Regions from separate parts of the Urocitellus parryii genome. Here region 1 is linked to region 2. A link is a contact called in public Hi-C data. All regions are on one chromosome and are shown on one strand. Each heading gives the region's core, a stretch centred on a gene start, on an enhancer-like site or on the middle of the called end of the contact. The rest is flanking DNA. Distances are from core to core; before and after follow the strand shown. Region 1 holds the start of LOC113178131 (olfactory receptor 7E24-like). Region 2 holds the start of LOC113179646 (putative UDP-sugar transporter protein SLC35A4).

Evidence for each region. A called contact is a pair of places that touch in the nucleus more often than the background predicts.
Region 1: a contact with region 2 is called in a Hi-C map of muscle, with 12 times the contacts expected there. The contact joins the promoter of LOC113178131 here to the promoter of LOC113179646 in region 2. A contact is called at or near these places in 2 of 2 Hi-C or Micro-C datasets (liver and muscle).

Annotation. Positions count from the first base shown.
Region 1 is chr3:213,222,182-213,228,529 of mUroPar1.hap1, reverse strand. LOC113178131 (olfactory receptor 7E24-like) reads right to left here and starts at 5,065. Exons shown (of 1, transcript XM_077796562.1): 1 at 4,178-5,065. The coding sequence starts at 5,065. The coding sequence ends at 4,178.
Region 2 is chr3:212,678,001-212,684,403 of mUroPar1.hap1, reverse strand. LOC113179646 (putative UDP-sugar transporter protein SLC35A4) reads right to left here and starts at 3,674. Exons shown (of 1, transcript XM_026384352.2): 1 at 2,428-3,674. The coding sequence starts at 3,663. The coding sequence ends at 2,692. It also overlaps the pseudogene LOC144253702.

The DNA.
Region 1 (6,348 bases), core at 3,816-6,315, 540 kb before region 2:
AGAAATATGCTGTCAGCTGGGAGCTTCCTGATGCAGAACCACAGCAGGAGAAACACCTACGCAGCTCACTGGACAAGAACTATTAATAAAAGGGCTGAAGGCACAGGCTGACTGTGGATTAATATACGACCTTGAAGGCTCTATGCACAGAGCTCATAATTAGACTATTTGGTCCATGCAATGCCCATCTCTAAGGACTTCCCAACATTAATGCAGAAAGATGAAGAAGAGAAAATGAAGGTCCACTTAAGATTTGGACCCTAGCTCTAATTAGTAAGAACCTTGCATAATTAATTACTTTCATTTTATGTTTTTTAAACACTTCTATTTTTTTCTTTTTTAAAAATTTGTTCTAACTTGTTATACATGAAAGCAGAATGCATTTCAATTAATTCATTCTACACAAACGGAACACAACTTCTCATTTCTCTAGCTGTACATGATGCAGAATCACACAACTTATGCAATCATACATGCACATAGGGTAATAATGTCCATCTCATTCCTCCATCCTTCCCACCCTCCTCCCTTACTCCCCTATGTCCAGTCCAAAATTACTCCATTTTTCCCTACCCACCACTCACTATGAATTAGCTTCTGCATATCAGAATCTTTGTTTTTTGTTGTTGTTGTTGTTGTTGAGATTGGCTTATTTCACTTCACGTGATATTCTCTAGTTCCTCATTAGGCTGAGTAATATTTCATTGTGTATATACCACATTTTCTTTATCCATTCATCATTGAAGGGCATCTGCGTTGTTTCCATAATTTAGCTATTGTGAGTTCAGCTGCTATAAACATTGATGTGGCTGTGTCTCTGTAGTATGCTGATTTCAGGTCCTTTGGGTATAGACCAAGGAGTGGGACTGCTGGGTCTAATGGAGGTTCCACACCAAAAACTTAATACCAAAAAAAAAAAAAATCAGTAAATGGACTAAGGAACTGAATCGACACTTCACAGAAGACATACAATTGATCAACAAATATATGAAAAAATGTTCAACATTTCTAGCATTTAGAGAAGTGCAAATCAAAAGTACTCTAAAATTTCATCTCACTCCAGTCAGAAGGGCAATTATTAGGAGGCATGTGCCTCAAATCCACACAGTGTTTCAAATATGGCTTCAGTTATTCCATCTGAATACGTAGCCTAAGTTACATGAACACCGGTGTTCATTACTGTTCTCTAAAATAAAATTGTTTGATACTTATGCCGTGGGAAGACTTTGAACTTGAATTCAAACAATCTACAAATAGAGGATGTGGGGGGGGGGGAAAGGCTCACTCGTACATTGCTCATGGGACTGCAAATTGGTGTCATCACTCTTGAAAGCAGAATGGAGATTTCTTAGAAAACTTGGAATGGAACCACTTCTCTTTTTTTTTTTTTTTTGAGAGAGAGAGATTTTTAATATTTATTTTTCAGTTTTCGGTGGACACAACATCTTTATTTTATTTTATGTGGTGCTGAGGATTGAACCCAGTGCCCTGTGCATGCCAAGAAAGCATGTTACTGCTTGATCCACATCCCCAGCCCACTTCACTGTTTTTTAAGTTCCATTTTTATTAGGTTATAATATAAACAAGAAAAATTAGATTGAACCATAATAAGTATACACTTGAGTGACATTTATTTGGTTATTAAGGTTTTTTGTAATTACACATTCAGTTCTTAGAAATCACTGGATCTACTACCCAGAAGGATTGTCAAAGGACTCTACAGCATTGGAATGATGGGAACCTCAGAAGTGTGTCTCAGACCAAGCTCTAAGGGTCTCTCAATTCCCTCTGTTCCTGCTTCATGTTTCCTAGGTTCATGAACGTCTCTGCTATTGATGTTGAGTAATTGAATGTTGCAGATTCTGTTGAGAGAAAGCTTGGGGCTTCTGTGTCCATGACACAGACACAAACCAGAGCTGCTCAATATCATCTTTTGCTCTTAGGACATTTTTTAGTAGATTGAAGGTACAGACAGGAGAGCACCACTGTGTTGAAACCCTCTTGAGCATGGCCAGGACCTGTGAATGTAGCAAAGGTCTATTCAATGTTTAACAACATAGTTTTAATTTTTATCTCTCTGTGCCTAACATGGTAGAGGCTCTGAGAAATAAAAAATGACGGAGAGATCAGTTTTCAACCAACATATAGCATATACATATGAAAGGGAATAAGAGGCTGTACCATTACAGAAATATGAAAATAGTAACAGGTCACAGGATAATTCATTTGAATAATACGGATTGACATTTCCATATTTATGATAACTAATTTTCTTTTGCTCATATGTTATACCTCCATCACAGATCAGTCACACAGGAAGAAACAATTTCTGTTTAATCTGAGTTCAATGATGTTGTATCAACTGGAAATCATCTTGGAGGACATTACTGAGTATCATAGACACTAGCACCTGTGTCCACCAATAGAGGCCAAAACTAAATTGTGAGACTCTGGGTCTGATGCGCTCATCTTTTTCAGTGTTTTGCAACAATCAGAAAGTTTTCAGCAGAATAATAAGGTCTTAGTTAGAGCAACATCTCTGGTACATTCTTAACCCTTTAAAGTCCCTGAATAGTAATGAAATCCAGACCTACTTTGCTCCTATTTGATGAAGAGTGTTAATTATAATATACAGGTGGATGTAACAGCTGCAGGTGTGTCCTGGAGTTGGGGATACAGGGGGATGTTTCTCCTAGACCTTTGTCTTCTCTCAGCCATTCTTGCAGAAATGATGCAACTGATGCCCTGACTGCTTTGTCCTGGAATCTACCAGAAATTCCAAAGGAAGTGCACAAGAAAACTGGTCCCATCCTGGAGTGACAGGAAACTGAAACACATGATTGTTTTGTGGAGTGGAAAACCTGTCAGCAGTGAGTTGCACAAATGCCATAAGCCTCAAATACACACAGTGTTTCAAACATGGCTGCAGTTATCCAATCTGAATACCTAGCCCAAGTTACATGCACCCCTGTGGTCATTTCTATTCTCTAAAATAAAATTGGGTAATACTTATGCCATGGGAAGACTTTGCACGTGAATTCAAACAATCTACAAGTAGTACATAGCTTAGCACCTGGCATTCAGAATCCCCAACAAAAAGTCATCCTCTTCTTCATTCACATCCTCATCATCACCTTCACAGACCATCTGGAGTGTTGAGGACACAATTTAAAGGGATGTCTTTTCTCCCCATGTGGATGACAGTGTGTGGCAGGAAGAGTCAGGTGGCAGTTAAAGAGGACTTTCCATGAGCTTTCTGTTGTGCTCACCACAACAAAGCCTATGAACTCACAGTATCATCCCTGACAATCAGCAGCTCATTCTGCCATCTGGGTAGACAAAGTGCATGTTCCTCCTGATGGCAAAGAAATAATGCTACACAATGTCCTTCCTCCACCCTTCCCTTCCACAGCAGCTCCTGATTCACACTGGAGCTCTGCTGACTTAGAACTAAGGAGGGCAGCTCCAAAGATCCACCTCCCTGGTGCCCAGTGGCCCTGATATTAGCCTCCAGATGTCAACACACGCTCAGTTAGATACTTCCTGATGCTGACATTGACAGCAGACAGAGACGCATAATGGCGCCCACTGAACTGGGGTCCTCAAGCTGAGGGGCTGGAGGCACTGGCTGGTTGTTGACTACTGTGTGACATTGGTGGCTCAGTGCATAAGGCTCCTAGTTTACCAAGTAGCTAAAGCATATCAGCAACTCTTAAGAGCTTCCTAATTTTAATGGTGGAGAAGAGGAGCAGAAAATGAAGATGTACCAATGTTTATCAGTTTATCGCTACTAAGGAAGAGGCTCTTCTCTGCTAAGAATTTTTTATTTCCTAAAAAAATTAGCTTTATATTAATATTGTTGAAGTAAATTAAGTCAAAAAATGTCTTTTAACCATTCTCAAGTATTATGATTAGCATCATTGATCACATAGATGTTTTTTAGAAATATTCATCATCACCATCTCAAAAATCTTTCATTATTTCAAAGTGATCCTTTGTTCCAAATATGAAGAACTCCCAAACATTCCTTCCCATCACTGGCTGAGGCATTGCACTTACATCATGTGTGGTATTAAACCCATCAATGTTCCTGAAGAGGCAGATTAAACAATCTTGATAATTAGTTATAATGAATTTTCCAACACACATTGCAACTGGACACCACAGGGTCTGAGATTTAGGGCATCCTGCTGGGCAGCCTCCTCAGGGCACCTTTAATGCCCCTGTTCCTCAGGCTGTAGATGAAGGGGTTCAGCATGGGGGTGACCACAGTGTACATCATGGAGGCCACTGCACCCTTCCTGGGAGAATGTGATGCAGCTGACCCAAGGTACACTCCAAGGCCTGTGCCTATAAATAAGCCAACAACTGCCAGGTGAGACCCACAGGTGGAGAAGGCTTTGTACCTCCCCCCTGAGGATGGGATCCTCAGAATGGAGGAAACAATTTTATAGTAAGAGAAAAAGATCCCTGAGATGGGGAAAAGGCCATAAAATGTTCCCAGAAAATACTTGGCAATGTTATTAGAGAAGGTGTCAGAACAGGAGAGATTCAGAAGTTGAGAAGGGTCACAGAAGAAACTGGAAATTTCCACACTCTTGAAGTTGGTAATTTTCAAGATCATCAAATTGTGCATCTGGGAGTCCAAAAGGCTTAACAAAAATGAAAGCAAAGTTAAGAAGCCACAGAGACGAGGGTTCATCATGACCAAATAGTGCAGGGGGTGACAGATGGCTAAAAACCGATCATAGGCCATCACACTCAGAAGCATATAATCCATACACGCAAAAATTGTAAAAATAGACATCTGTGTCAGGCAGCCCACATAGGAGATGTCTCTGCTGTGAGTTTTGATGTTCACCAGCACCTTGGGGACTGTGGTAGAGATGAAGCCAATGTCAGCCAAGGACAGGTTGGAGAGGAAGAAGTACATGGGGGTGTGGAGGTGGGGGTCAGAGCTGACAGCCAGGATGATGAGCAGGTTCCCAAGCACCATGACCAGGTACATGGACAGGAACAGTCCAAAGAGGAGGGGCTGCAGGTATGGATCCTCTGAGAGTTCCATTAGATAGAATTCTGATATGTGAGTTAAATTGTGTGCTTTTGTGTTGCTTGGACACCTTTTGAAAAGCAAAGAGTGTAAGAAAAAAAAAGAAACCCATCAGCAGGCTCCACTCACTCTGCATGCATCTGGATTCAGGTATTCACTAGGAAGCTGCTCACACTGGAGATCCACAGGCCCTCAACATAGGTCTCAGTCCTGAGACACCCAGACTTGCACACTCTTTCACTGTTGCTATCTACATCATTCACCCCTCTCTCCACACCCTTTTTCAGACATTTAACTGATTAATGTTAAAAGCCCAGGAGCAGAAAGAAGAAGTTCATGTTTGCAGTAAATTATAGCCCACCATTTGATGGGAAATTCAGGAACAGTAATGTTTTTTATTAAGAAAAAATAATGTTCATGAAAGTTTATTAAGAACCAGCTCATTTTACTTTGTTTTGTGCTAACAAGTTGAGGGTAATGAGATCTCAGTCAGAAGCATGGTCATGAGCCATTTATCTTCAAAGTGTCTCATCATTTTTTAAAGTTTTTCATTGCCCTCTTCTGCAGGTTAAAGCTTGTTCGTTAAAGGTATGTAATATGATGCAAATTTCCTTGTCTTTGGCACATTTCAGAATCAATAAATACTACTGAGATAAATGCACAAAATCAATAGTAACCCTGATCACAAATGTGGCTGAAAGAGATAATATTAAAAACATAAATGATAAAAAACACTTTGAATAGTTTGATTTTATACTGGTTTATTTGTGTGAACCCATACAATATCAGCAGAATAGGTGGCATATAGAAGAGCTCTTCACTGTTTTTCTTTTTCTGTCCTCCAGCTGACCTTTTAAAACTGCTCCATGGTTTTGTGATCTCAGTCCATCAAGTTTGCAGTTTAAGATTTCGTCACAAAGAAAAAAAAAAAAAAGGCCCAAAGCTCAACTTTTATTTCTAACCACATTATTTCCACTTTGTGGACTCTCTGGTCAGGCATTCCTGATATGCAGATTGTAATTCTCTCACTTAACCTATGTGAGTGTTACTTGGATTCATTATTTGTCTCTTCTTACTGTGATTGATTTTGTCTAAATTTGGGGAAATAATTAACTACCTTGGGTTTTAAAAAACTTTCCAATTACCTAACTAGTGGTTTTGTCTCAGTTAATGTTATATTCATCTTTGGATATTTTAGATTATCCACATACTGTGAAATCAGACCAACACCAGTTTAATCAGGATATCTGCATGTGAAATCCTAGGTGCTTTTTTTCTTACACCAGAGTTGGAAACCA
Region 2 (6,403 bases), core at 2,425-4,924:
TTTTTGGTATACCAGAAATTGAACTCAGGGGTGCCTAGCCACAGGACCATAGCCTTAGCTCTTTTCATTTTTTGAGACAGGAGCTCCCTACATTAATTAGGGCCTTGCTAAGTTGCTGAGGCTAGCCTTGAACTTGCAAACCTCTGCCTCAGCCTCCCAACCCACAGGGATTACATACACACACTGCTGCACCAGGCTAGTGAACACTTTTGAGGACACATTTTGAACCCTATGGGAAACAGAACCAGTGTGAATGGAGAGCACATTTTAAATAAGATATCTAATACCCTAGTAAAAATAAAACGTAAACTTTTCAAACATGATGCATGAAAATTTACACACTAAAAACTCCCATTTGGACACTCAAACTGTGATGTTTGTCCTTCTGATAGAGGAACAATACTTGCCATCTTTCTTCCAGGGTCCCAAGGCTCCATCTGCACCTACTGGGTTATACTGCTTCTCTGCTGACTCATGAAAAAGAAGTGCACATGCCAAGACCTACCCATACCTGGTGCCCAACAAAGGCTCAGACTCTGTGCCCAGCATTCCCATGAATATGCTGTCAGCTGGGAGCTTCCTGATGCAGAACCACAGCAGGAGACTCAGCCACGCAGCACACTGGACAGGAACCATGCACTGAAGGGCTGCAGGCACAGACTGAATGTGGACTAATATAGGATCTTGGAAGCTCAATGCACAGAGCTCATTATTGAATTAACTGGTCTATGCACTGTGATCTCTAAGGATTTCTCAACATTAATGCAGAAAGATGAAGAAAAGAAAATGAAGGCCCACTTAAGATTTGGACCCTAGCTCTAATTGGGAGGGACTTTATGTACTCAATTTACTGCTCTCACTTCTGTGTTTTAAAGATAATCAGATTTTAATGCCTATTCTCAGTACAAATATGCAATATAAATATAAATCACAAAACATTGCTATTTGAACCTAATGAGCATATGCTTTAGTTACATTTATTTGGCCATTTTTTTAATGAAGCATTCAGTCATTTAAAAAACAGTGGTTCTCCTGCTCAGGACAATTGTCAAAGGACTCTGCAGGATTGAAACGATGAGAAACTCTAAAGTGTGTCTCAGAACAAGCTCTAGGGTCTCCTCTCACTCCCCTCTGTTCCTACTTTACTTTTCCTAGGCTCATGGACATGTCTGCCATTGTTCTTGAGTAACTGAAGTTTGTAGATGCTGTTAAGAAGAAGTATAGGGCTTGTGTTTCAGTGACCAGACAAAAACAAGACCTGTTAGTCAGTGAAAATCAGCAAAGGGAGGATCTACACTAAAGGGACATTCAATCAAAGGAGAAACTAAGTCAAATTAAAAACCAGAAATAAATCAAAATGACAGGGAATACAAAACATATCACAATAATAACCTTGGATGTCAACAGCCTAAACTCATCAATCAAAAAACATAGATTGGCAGATTGGATTAAAAAGCAAGACTCAACAATATGTTCATGGACAAAGACATTTTCAGGCTGAAGGTGAAAGGATGCGGGGAAAACTTATCACTCATATGGATTCTGTATACAAGCAGGGGTTTCATTTTCATCTCAGATAAAGTAGAGTTCAAACCAAAGTTATCAGAAGAAACAAAGAAGGACATTTCATACTTCTTAAGGGAAGTATATATAAGCAGGACATAACAATTATAAACAGTTATGCCCCAAACAGTGGAACATCTATGCACATTAAACAGACTCTTCTCAATTTCTTTTTTTTTTTTTGACTGGTTGTAGGAAGCACCCTACATCCTAGAACACTTTATTAAGACCTTATTGCTTATGCAGTTAAAAGAGACATTGATTAAGCTATAGAAGTTTCTGTACCTGGTCCCAGGTCAATCTGTGCAGAGCTTTCCCAGGCTGTTGGGAGCTGGGACACTACTAGGCAGGGATAGGACTCAGAGTGGGAAAGATGCTACCTCCTAAGAGCCTTAGAGGTGGCAGTGGGCTTCAATAGGGCCCTTGGGTGAGCAAAGGGGTTAGGGGTATAGGTTTAAGCCAGGATCCAGGGGCAACATTCCCTGAGATGAGTCAAGCCCCAGCCCTCTGTGGGGTTTCCAGAACAAAGGCTGGGTAAGGGAAGCAGCACTGTGGAGGGGGTAGGGGATATATCTCCAGGCAGTGCTAGAGCAGAGGGACCTTGGCAGAGTGGCCTAGGTGACAGCTATATAATTTGTAGCAATTGGGCCTTCCTGCATGACTGTTGGGTGTGAGTGTCCCTTATGAAGAAGTCATGCGCCAAGGCGGGGCTTGTGCACCAACACCAGGCCTGGGTAGTGGGTATACTGGGGTGACCACAGTGGGCAAGGAAAGCCACTTGTCACCCATACCTCATTTTGTGTTTATGGAAGATGAGGCAGGGGGCCTTCCCCATCAGGAATGGAGTTATTTTTCAGGCCTAGGTATTGATGCTCCCAATTCTTTAGTTTGGAAGAACTTGGGGGTGGGTGGGGAAGTTAAGTTTCCTTAACCAAATCTACTCTTCATGCCTCCTAGAAGCCTCCTTCATACACCACTTCAAGACTAACTTGGTTGCTCTCCCTTCTCCAGCTTTTCTCACAAGGCACTTATTACAGTTGCTAAGGGGAGGAAAGGAAGAAGTTTGAGAGATGACTCTGGTGGTGGTGCCCAATCTATAGAATCAGAAGCAAGCAAGGTAGCCAGGGGCTAGTGACTACCATAATACAGGCTCACAGCCAGGCCAATGAGCAGTGTGGCCAGGAAGAATGTAGCTGTGAGTTGCAGCCGTAGCAGGGCTGCTGAAAGAATGGCATTGACCACTAATGAGCAGGACACAACAAAAAGGCGTGTGATGCTGCTGCCATGCTTCATGACAGCGGACATGAGCAGTCCATTTAGTGCTTGGCTCAGCACCACAAGTGCTGCCCATCCTGAGAAACCCTCCAGGAGGCCTGGGCCAGGACCACCACCTGCATGCAGACCAAGGTTCAGGAGCACACCAAAAGTGTAGAGGAAGAGGTTTTGAAGTGCGAGGGGCAGACGCTGTCGCTTCATGAGCAGCTCTGTGTATACAGACGACAAGCCTGAGATGAGAGAGTACAGGATGAGCAGCAGCAGTCCCAGTGGAGTGATATGCAGGGGCATGGGGCTGGCAGCAGCTGCTAGAGGCCCAGGAAGGGTGTTCCCAGGGTCCTGAAGGCCACCTGCTGCATAGCAGGCCCCTGCAGCCATCAGCAGCAGCAGTGCCAAACCCTGGCGTGCAGAGAGGCGGTGCCGGAGACAGAGGCAGTAGAATAGGGCTGTGCTTCCAATCTTGAGATTGCTCAGCACCTGGTAGGTGCTGGGGTCCATGTAACGCTGTAGATAGATCACCAGGTTGTTGTTGGCGCCATAGAGCAGGGCAGATAGTGCAAAAGGAGCAGCTTGGCGCCAGGGTGGGGCCCCCCGGGGCCATGCTTGCCAGCCCACAAGGAGAGAGAAGGCGCACAACAGTAACTTGGTCAGCTCAGTGCGCAGCACAGCTGAGGAGGGCCGAAAGGGCACTCGGCCATCCACATGGCACAACGCCAGCAGTGGGGCATGGGCACCATACATGGCAGTGGATAGGAGGAGCATCAGGGTCCAGCGGGCCTGCCTAGGACGGCCCAGGCCTGGCATACCACCTTCCTCTACACTCATGCCCTCATCAGATCCTGGTTGCCTGTGTAACTAGCAAGTGGCAGAGGAACTGGGGCACATTTAAGGGATATTAAGTTATGGAGCCAGCTTCCAGGAGGAGCTGGTACATTGCCAGAGAGAATACTGAGGATCAGAGTCATCTGTACACTCTACAGTTAGGGCTGGGAGAGTAGGGGCTGATGAAGCATGGTCTTGGGGCCAGTCTCATGGAGCTGGGGAGGGAAGGAGTCCAGGTTACAGTCTGACAAGCCACTGTGCACCCTCTGCAGGAAGAGAAACTAAGATGAAGGTGGCAGGACAGGTGGAGACAGTAAGTAGATGACAGCTGGGGAAGCCAGATAGTGTGTCTGTGTTTGAAAGGCCTCCACCTGTAGGCCCCAGCTGTTCATCCTGCTTTCCCCATAGGATCTAGAGCTAGTCAGGCCCCTTGCGCAGTGACCGAAAGTAGTCCCTCAGTGTCTTCTCCACGTTGGGCACAGCATATGCCTGAGCTGCATAGATGCCAGTGCAGGTGCCAACTGCAAAGCCCAGTACTGCCGATGCCCTCAGTTTGGCCACCACATAGCCAGCCAGGAATCCTTTGAGGAACGGGGAGGACAAAAGCGAGCCATCCTGGCCCACACCACTGCTGACTTCGTCTTCCACTCGCTGTTGCAGGCGTTCCAGCTGGTTCTTGAGAAATGCCAGGTCCTTAAGCTTGGGCAGAGAATCCTTGTCATCCACCATCTTCCCCGCCGAACTTCGACTCTTCTCAATTTCAAGAGTCAAATAGACTACAGAACAACAATACTGGGTGAATTTAACACACCTCTCTCACTGCTGGACAGATCTTCAAAACAAAAACTAAATAAGGAAACTATATAACTAAATAATACAATCAATAATTCAGACTTCACATACATAATCCATCAACAAATGTATATGCTTTCTTCTCAGAATCACAACTCTTTCTCTAAAATAGACCATATCTTATTCCACAAAGCAACTCTTAGTAAAAACAAAGAGAGAGAGAGAGAGAGAGAGAGAGAGAGAGAGAGAGAGAGAGAGAATACACTACATTCTATCAGATCACAATGGAATGAAATAAGAAATCAATGATAAAATAAAAAATACAAGCTACTGTAACAAATGGAGACTAAATTATACACTATTGAATGATGAATGGATAGTAGAAGAAATCAAGGATGAAATAAAATTCTTACAAGCAAATGAGAACACTGACATATTATATCACAATCTCAGGGACATCATGAAGGTAGTAGTGAGAGAGGAAAGTTTATTGCATTGAGTGCATTCATTAAAAGAATAAAAAGTCAACAAATAAATGAATAAAACTATGTCTCAAAGCCCTAAGGAAAAAAAGAAGAAGAAATCAACACCAACAGCAGTAGAAGACAGGAAATAATTAAAATCAGAGCTGAAATCAATGAAATCAAAACAATTGAAAAACTGACAAAAAAAGTTGGTTCTTTGAAAAAATAAATAAAATAAACAAACCTCTGGTCATTCTAACAAAAAGAAAGAGAGAGAAAAACTCAAATTGCTAAAATACAACATGAAGAATAAAATATCAAAACTGACATGTCTGAAATACAAAAGATAATTAGAAACTATTTTGAAAATTTATATTCCAAGAAAATAGAAAATATCAAAGATATTAAAACATTTCTAGACATATGATCCACCCAAGTTCAAGTAATGAAATAAAAAATATCATCAAGAGCCTACCAAACAAAAAAAGCCAAGGACCAGATGGATTCTTTTTTTATATAACAGTCACATTTGTAATATAGTTTTATTGCCTTGGTTAATTGTATTGTTAACCTACTGTAGATGAAATTACTTAACATAGAACAGTGATTTCAAGTTTTCAACTTATTTTGAATATATATTTTTTGTTTTGGGTGGACACAATATCTTTTTTATTATTATTATTTTTATTTTTATTGATTAAAAAAATAAATGACAGCAGAATGCATTGCAATTCTTATTACACATATATAAAACAATTTTTCATAAAACTGTTTGTATATAAAGTATATCGGCACCAATTCATGTCTTCATACGTGTACTTTGGATAATGATGTCCATCACATTCCACTATCCTTGCTAATCCCGTGCCCCTCCCTTTCCCTCCCACCTTTCTGCCCTATCTAGAATTCTAGATAGGACCATATCTGCTTTGCAGACTCCTCAGTGCTCCATTAATGTCCCTGTTCCTCAGGCTGAAGATGAAGGGGTTCAGCATGGAGGTGACCACAGTGTACATCACTGAGGCCACTGCACCCTTTTGGGGAGAATGTGACACAGTTGAACCAAATTATTCATGAATTCCTGTTCTATAAAATAAACAAACACAGCCAGGTGAGAGCCAGAGATGGAGAAGTCTTAGTATTTCCCTCCTAAGGATGGGATCTTCAGAATGGAGGACATAAAATTAGTAAAAGAAAAGGACCCTGGAGATGGGGAAAGGCCATATGTGGCAACAAAAAAAATACTTGAATATGTTATCAGAAAAGGTGTCAGAACAGTAAAGATTCAAAAGTTGAGAAGGATCACAGGGCTGGGAATGTGGCTCAAGCGGTAGCATGCTCGCCTGGCATATGTGGGGCCCGGGTTCGATCCTCAGCACCACATACACAAAGATGTTGTGTCCGCCGAAAACTAAAGGAAATAAATATTTTTTTTAAAAAAGGATCACAGAAGAAACTAGAAATTTCCACATCCTTGAAACTGGTAA